2 separate regions of the Hordeum vulgare genome follow, and region 1 is linked to region 2. The links are chromatin contacts, called in public Hi-C maps. All regions are on one chromosome and are shown on one strand. The core of a region is the stretch at or near the end of the contact, and the rest is flanking DNA. Distances in the headings are between cores, read along the strand shown. Region 1 has its middle 190 kb from the start of LOC123448754. Region 2 holds the start of LOC123448754 (protein ETHYLENE-INSENSITIVE 3-like 1a).

What was found. Hi-C and Micro-C count contacts between places; a contact is called where the count stands out from the background.
Region 1: a contact with region 2 is called in a Hi-C map of leaf, with 2.5 times the contacts expected there. The contact joins the enhancer-like site here to the promoter of LOC123448754 in region 2. A contact is called at or near these places in 2 of 6 Hi-C or Micro-C datasets (leaf and seedling) and 1 of 1 datasets of contacts at active chromatin or transcription factors (embryo).

What each region holds. Positions count from the first base shown.
Region 1 is chr4H:407,888,949-407,892,638 of MorexV3_pseudomolecules_assembly, reverse strand. No RefSeq gene overlaps it. Among protein-coding and RNA genes, the nearest start is that of LOC123448754, 190 kb to the right of the region's middle. Within about 2 kb of position 1,613, at least 3 of the 3 cell types and tissues checked have open chromatin away from gene starts, as enhancers often do. A contact at or near this core is called in leaf and seedling, where this site is marked.
Region 2 is chr4H:407,693,863-407,697,801 of MorexV3_pseudomolecules_assembly, reverse strand. It overlaps LOC123448754 (protein ETHYLENE-INSENSITIVE 3-like 1a), which reads left to right and starts at 1,367. Exons shown (of 2, transcript XM_045125751.1): 1 at 1,367-1,638; 2 at 3,123-3,939. The coding sequence starts at 3,197.

The DNA of each region.
Region 1 (3,690 bases), core at 364-2,863, 190 kb before region 2:
ACGAAAACATATATGACGACTTTGTTAATTTTAAAATATTATGCCAATTTAGTCATTTAAAGATGTTCATACATGTACGATGTAGATATGTGTGTTTATAAAGATAAAAGGATGTGCATATGTTTCGGTTTTCATTTGTGTTAAAAAAAATGCTCAGACGCACAAAATTACTTTTCTTAGTTCATGATTTCACATGCCTCTGGGCTTTGGTCGCTCCAGATGGCACGTAAATATATTCGCTCAAGTGTTGCATCTGATCATGTGAGGCGTACCAAAGTGTGGCATGTACATACCACGCCTAGTTCCAGCTAGATGTACATTATCCCTTTTTTGCGGGAATGCATATATACTACTCCCGTCGATCCATAATACTTCTTCCATTTATAAATATAAGTTTTTTTATAGATTTTAATATAAAGTGTATACGTGTAAAACAAGTGAATATATACTCTAAAATATTTTATATATTCTTATGTATTTTATATTAAAATCTGTAGAAATATTTATATTTAGAAACGAATGTGGAGTATAAGACAAATCTTGAAAAACGTCTTACATTATGGAATACATGTGATCAAATTTCGCTTGTGTACATGAACCTAGCGAAACCGCGTTAGCAAGCACACGCTCTCTTATCGATTAGAGTAAACCAGAATCTGAAATTTCTTGGCCTCATCAAAGCACGCACCACCAAGAAACCCGATCATAAGCAAAGGGTTATAATCAGCTGCAGAGGTGCACGGACGTGAACGCGAGATCTCCAGTAGATCGCAGCAGCTAGCAGAGCACTGAACGTAGACAGGCAGGGGCACGATTCAGACAGCGAAGCGGAATCCCTATGCTGCCAACTCCAGCCTACACCGCATGCGTTAACCCCAGGCGATTTAACAACGAAATCCGCCCGGGATCCACATAAGAAATGGCCATCGGATGCAGCGTCTGCCTGACCGGAGGGAGCACATCGCCCGCCAAGTGGCCATTGACAAATGGGTGGCTGGCTCGGTTTCGCGTTGCTGCTCCGTGTAACATGCAACTGTCTGCCGCAGCGGTTGTGCAGAGAACCTGGTACCCTTGGCTTGCGCTGGGAACTTTGGACGGGAAGATGGCAAGCGGCATGTGCATTTTTATCCCCGGCAGCGGGTAGCAGGGAGCGTTTTGGGGTGTTGCGCCAAGCAAGATCAGATCAGGCCCCTCGATTAGTGGCGACTCGTCGTCAATAAATGGCAACCACGCCATTGTCGGCCTAACCTCAAAATAATTGTTACTACAAACAAGTCACCCCAAGTTTTTGGGTAGAATGCCATAGTGCCTAATAGTACATACAGTAAAAAGAATACTACCCCATGTAGTACTATTGTGCAGTTCCGGCAGTCTTCTTGCTAATGAAGGCTGGCCGCAAATCGGAGCTCGTCATGTGCATATATCTGTAGTACGAATTTGGCCCTTCATTCACCCCAATGGTTTACATGAATAATTAACAGTTGATGGTCCCAAAGAGGCGTAGCAATTCAGGGCATGTTTTGGTGAATCAAGAAGTGAGAAAAAACCCTAAGCTGGCACCTCCGTGTATACGCACGCTTGTGCATACTACTTGTCCCTCCGCTCGGCAACATGACCAGGCTGGACTGACAGATACGACTTAACTAACTGGAGATGGGACACGTATACACGGCTCCGTATAAATACTACCACAAAACAGGAGATGTATAGTGTATCTTAAAAAGGACACCCTGTTTCAATCATTAGTACTGCATCCTTATATATGAATGTATAGTCTATAGCTCGTGGCAGATTGCAAGGTTGACTTGTCTCTAAACACGAGTTTACAAATATTAGATTTGGGCGATCAAATCCAGAAGATACTTTTCCTGCCAAAAAATAAATAAATCCAGAAGATGCTTGACTAAGTTTTTCCAACTGTAAAGTATATCCATGTTGCATAAGATGAGAAGATAAGTTAAAATTACATAATCCTCCTGTTGGTCGGGAATTTTTTTTCTTTTGAAAGATGTGGCCGGGAAAATTACTTAGAACCTAAAGTGGTAGTATCAATTGCGTCAATAATCGCAAAGTTGGAAGTGGCGCACATCCTTAGGTTTAATTTTTGGAAATCATAACCGGCTACGGCAGATATATGGCAGTTGCTAGCGAACGCCGTCTCTCCTGTTGGATTCGGTTGCACGAATCTTGGCATAACATTGGATCCACGTCAGATTTTTAAAATAGTTCGTTGTATGATAAATGCCAGCAAACATGTTAGAAATCAAAAACACTACACCACCACCGTTGTAGCTGGCCAGGCGCCCTCACACCTAGAAGACTTAGGGCTAGTTCTTTTGATAGCTTTTTTGGGCTTTTAGAATAAGCTACCCCTTACCCAGCTTATTCTAGAAGCCCAACTAATTTTTTTTCTTTTAAAAGCCTAACAATCAAGACTTGATTAGTAGGCTTCTAAAAGAATATATTTGATTGGGCTTGTAGAATAAGCTGAGTAGGGGTAGCTTATTTCAGCTTATTCTAGAAGCTACGAAAAGAACTGATCCTTAGGATTGAGTCCGAGGCTCCTTTTTTTCACCAGATGACATTTTATAGAAAAAATAATAGCATAGTAGTTTACAATTTTTTGAACTACGTCACATGACATTTTAAGAATCCCCCTTTTTAATTTTTTTGTACATGTCATTTTTCAAATTAAGAGATTGCATTTTTTATTTATTAAGGATGGGATTTTTATATTAAGAGATGGTATTTTCTATCTCAAGAGATGGCGTTTTTTATTTTAGAGATAACATTTTTATTATCAAAGAGATGACTCTTTTTGTGTGATGCTTAAATGTCATCATTTTTTAAATATGCAATTTTTTATTTAAGGGGGCGAGAGTGATGCATATTTTTATTTAAGAGATGTCATTTTTTATTAAGAGACGTCATTTATTATTTGAGAGATGATATTTTATATTAAAGAGATCACATTCTTTTGGGTGTTCCTTAAAGGCCTTTTTCACATGGTGGTTAAGTTAGGCTTTTCTTTTCTAATGTCTGATAGGATGTCATTTTTATGTAGTGGATGGCATTTTTTAACTAGGCCTTTTGGGTCTCAAGGTCGTCGTGGCCCACCCCTTGGGGAACGACCAGAAACATTTGCTAGGGGGGTGCCTCTCCTAGCGAACGAAACCGGCGGCTGAGAGCCCTCCCCCAGCAACAGTTTCCCATCTATTGCAGTCCTTAATTTTATGCAAGAGATGATCTTGAAAAAAATAGAAGGACGTCATAAAGCGGCCCATCGACACAATTATAGTTGCACATCTCCTATCGGCACAAAAGAAGGAAAATAAAAGAAATAAAAAAATAAAAAGGCAAATCTCATGTGTGGGGCAACTGAGATTTAGTTAAATCTCAATCGAATATGGTGTAGCAAAAATAGATCTCAAGTGTACATGTTAAAGTGCCAAATTCAGTGGAACAACCTTTTCAATCTTTCCATGTCATCTTAGGTTAGACATTTTTTTCCTTAGCTTGGAAAGATCATGGAAAATTGCTAACTCATAGTGTATTCTTACATAGACACACAAGAGTTTTCTTTAAAACAGAAGTTGTAAATATTTTTATGAAGAGATCGTTGGAGGTCGGGAAACAAAAGTAATTGTTGACTTTGTCTAATCTTACATTTAAATTGCCACATAAAGTACT
Region 2 (3,939 bases), core at 118-2,617:
AGGTCAGATGGAAGGAAGAAATAGAAAGGCTCAAAAGTAGGAGATAGTGATCTCAAAGAGGGGTTTGAAGCAATAGTGAATGCACACAAGGAGTATGCCAAAGAGAAGAAGATGCTCAAGTTACAAGAAATAAAGGCAAGGAATGCATCCGAGGAGAGGAAGATTGCGGCAGATGAGAGGAGGGCCGACATCGAGGAGCGCAAGGTGGAGCTGGAAGAGAGGAAGTTGGCGGTCGAGGAGCGCAAACTTAAGGAGGAAAGAGAGCAAAAGTTTATGTTCATGGATACATGTGGTATGGATGCGAAGGAGAAGACACATATTGATCTTTGTCATGATCAAATGTTGGCAATGAAACAAATGAGCATGATGAACATGATGGGAGATCATATGGTGCACAAATGGGAGGAGGTATGAATGCCACTATGGGAGGATACATGATCATGATGGGTGGAGGTATGAATGCCGGCATGGGAGGATACGACTATGATGTATATGTAGGTGGCAATATGACTCCCAATGTTGCTACGACAATGAATGGTTCGGAGACCGTGCAAGAAGAGAAAGATAGCAATTGCGACAAGGAGAAGATCGACGAATAAGAAGCTGAAGTTTGAGTGCCTTTTATTTATCTATTTTATTGTTTAAATATAAAACTTTTGTTTGAAATACTTTCGGGCACTATGTTTGTGTGGATTATTTTGGTGTGATGCACTTTATTTGTGGTTAAGATATGTATTTTGTGTTCAATTATATATTTGTTTGATAAAGTTTAGTATAAAATGGGTGAGGCCACCCTTTATTTTAGATTATTTATTGGAAACCTCGTGCCTTATTTTACATCATCTATTAAAGCTCGACACCTTCGATGCACCAAACAACACGTTTTTGCTGATGTATATTTTACATCATTGTGTTTTTGTCTCCTATTTTACATCACCTCATCTATTGGAGATGCTCTAAGCCCCGAAATGAGCAAAATGGTGCAAGAAAACGTCCCCTAGGAAGAAGACTTCTCGCGAGCTGCTGCGCGCAGAAGATCATGGCCCACAGCCAACCAAGTCTGGAGAGAGTCCACGATAGGGCAAAACAGTAAACTTGGCTCCAAACCTGTAGCGGCATTGTCCGTAGCTCACGCGCTCCCGCGGCGGTCGGACCCCACGTTACGGAGCGCACCGACTGGGACCCCACGCGTCACAGGGAGAGAGGCCACCAGACCTTTTCTTTAACCTCGCCGAGGCCGGGCGGCGCGCTGTCGCGGCCGTGAAATTTCACTTACCACATCGCAGCGCAGCGGCGGTTCGTGCGTGGGACTAGCACCATTTTTGCTCTATAATATAAAGGAAAGGGGGCGATTATAAGATGGAAGGGGTCCCTGTCGCTGTTGCGCCCGAGCGCCACCCACACCCACTTGCCGCCTATTAGCTGCTGCTTTGTGCTCTTGCGCCGTGGTCTCCTCCCCCCCTTCCCTTGGCCTGTTCTTATCTCATCTCCCCTCTCCTCTCCTCGTGCCTTCTTCTCTCCCCCTTTCCCCCACCCTCCCTTCGCTGTTCTTCTCTCCGCCCCTCTTCCTAGCTCTCCCAGGTCATGGCAAAGGTGAAAACCGGATAAAAACTAGAAGTGGGAGGGAGATCGACGCAGGTGAGCTCATGCTGCCCTCCCTGCCATCTCCCTTTTGCGTTCATGTGTGCCTTCATCATATGCTTCTTCTTCCTAATCTATCCCTTTATCATGTGTTTTGTCCGTGCTCTTGATTGGCTAGGACCTCTGCGATAGGCTAGCTATATGCGACCATGCTTCCTTCTTTTGGGTATTTTTTTTCTCTCTGGATATTTTCCGGGGTCCGTCCTAGAGTTGCTTCTGCAGCAGTTATCAATTCCAGTTTGTGCTTCTTCGCTCTTCTTTTTCATTGCTCTGGGGAGATATTTTTGGACAAGTCCAATTACAAGAGTTCCCTTCTTTCTTTTCTTTTGGAAATCTGGAATATATAGTAGTAGCACCTAGCGTTTTTGGAAGGATTTTATTTTGTTTTGTCAGCAAGGAATGGAATGCTATTCCTGTTTTCTCTTCTCAGGAGAGGGAAAATTTCCCGTCTCTTCTCCATTTTGATGCCTGCTTGATCCATTTTCTCTATTGTTATCTTCCCCTTTTGTAGACTATACTACTACTTTGTTTCCTTTTCGGTGAGCACATGGGTACATGTTCTTGTTTCCAACTGTCGATACATGTTTGGCTAGGTAGTACAAATAAATGTTCTTAAAAAAAAGGTAGTACAGGTAAATATCATCACATAAAAGATGGCTTTCTCCCCTTGAAAAGTGGAGTGTCCCCCCTGCTTTCTGATCATTTTCGCCAAGCCCATGTGATTGGATCAGAGCAATCTTTCATACGCTTAAACATGATCAGTAGAAAGAAAGAAAACACATGCTTCAGTTCCTTCCTTGATCTGCTATGCTAGGACCCGTTAAAATCATGAAGAAAAATAATTATGTTTGGTAAAACCCATAGATGCGTTCATCACTGCTTCAATTATTTGGCTCGTTCTTCCGTTAGCGTTTTATATATATGGTCATGCATAACACACCCATTTCTGTTAGTTATGCCGTCCGATATGATCATGTCAGAGAGAAAAAGAAGATAAGCTCGTGTTAGATTAGATGCCTCTGCTAGTTGCGTGCGCTGCCTTCCTTAGGTGGTGATGATCTACCTATTTGTGAAGAGGATCATAGCAGGTGTGTGCGTGCGGGGTGTGTGGGGTGTGTGGGTTGGATAAGATCGAGTGCGTTTTGTTTAGCCAAAACACATGCAGACCGGGCCTTCCGGTGCTTGCTTCAATTGGTAAACTTGCTTTTATGCCACATGATTGTCTCCGGGTTATGGTAGATCTGGGATGTTTTATGAACAAGGAGAAGAAGATAGCAACTGAAGCACATATGTCTTAAGTCACCGTCTAATTACCTTATTAAGATAATAGTATTATGGCTATTTTAAGCTCTAGTATTAGTAGTCTTAACTGTAATTGCCTCTTTAACACTAATCTTGTTGCACATGTTGCCTAGTTATTGCATTCAGACTCAGCAATAAGTTGGTAATTAACCTGGCCTCTTTGATTTGCTTCTGTGCAGCTGAACACCACAGCTACAAGTAGTAGTAGAGCAAGTGGAATTTATATTGAAAGAGAAGAGTTGCTCGAGTGACCATGATGGGAGGGGGAGGTGGGCTGCTGATGGATCAGGGCATGGCGTTCCCCGGCGTGCACAACTTCGTGGATCTGCTCCAGCAGAACGGCAACGACAAGAACCTCGGCTTCGGCTCCCTTATGCCACAGACTTCCTCCGGCGACCAGTGCGTCATGGGCGAGGGCGACCTTGTGGACCCGCCGACGGACAACTTCCCGGACGCCGGGGAGGACGACAGCGACGACGACGTGGATGACATCGAGGAGCTGGAGCGCCGCATGTGGCGCGACCGCATGAAGCTCAAGCGCCTCAAGGAGCTTCAGCAGAGCCGCGGCAAGGAGCAGGCGGCCGGCGGCGGCGGAGTGGGCGACGGGTTGAAGCCGCGGCAGTCGCAGGAGCAGGCGCGCCGCAAGAAGATGTCGCGCGCGCAGGACGGCATCCTCAAGTACATGCTCAAGATGATGGAGGTGTGCCGCGCCCAGGGGTTCGTGTACGGCATCATCCCGGAGAAGGGCAAGCCCGTGAGCGGCGCCTCCGACAACCTCCGTGCCTGGTGGAAGGAGAAGGTCCGCTTCGACAGGAACGGCCCGGCCGCCATCGCCAAGTATCAGGCCGACAACGCCGTGCCGGGCTCCGAGAGCGAGCTGGCTTCCGGCACCGCGAGCCCGCACTCGCTGCAGGAGCTGCAGGACACCACGCTGGGCTCGCTGCTCTCGGCGCTCATGCAGCACTGCGATCCCCCGCAGCGAAGGTTCCCGCTCGA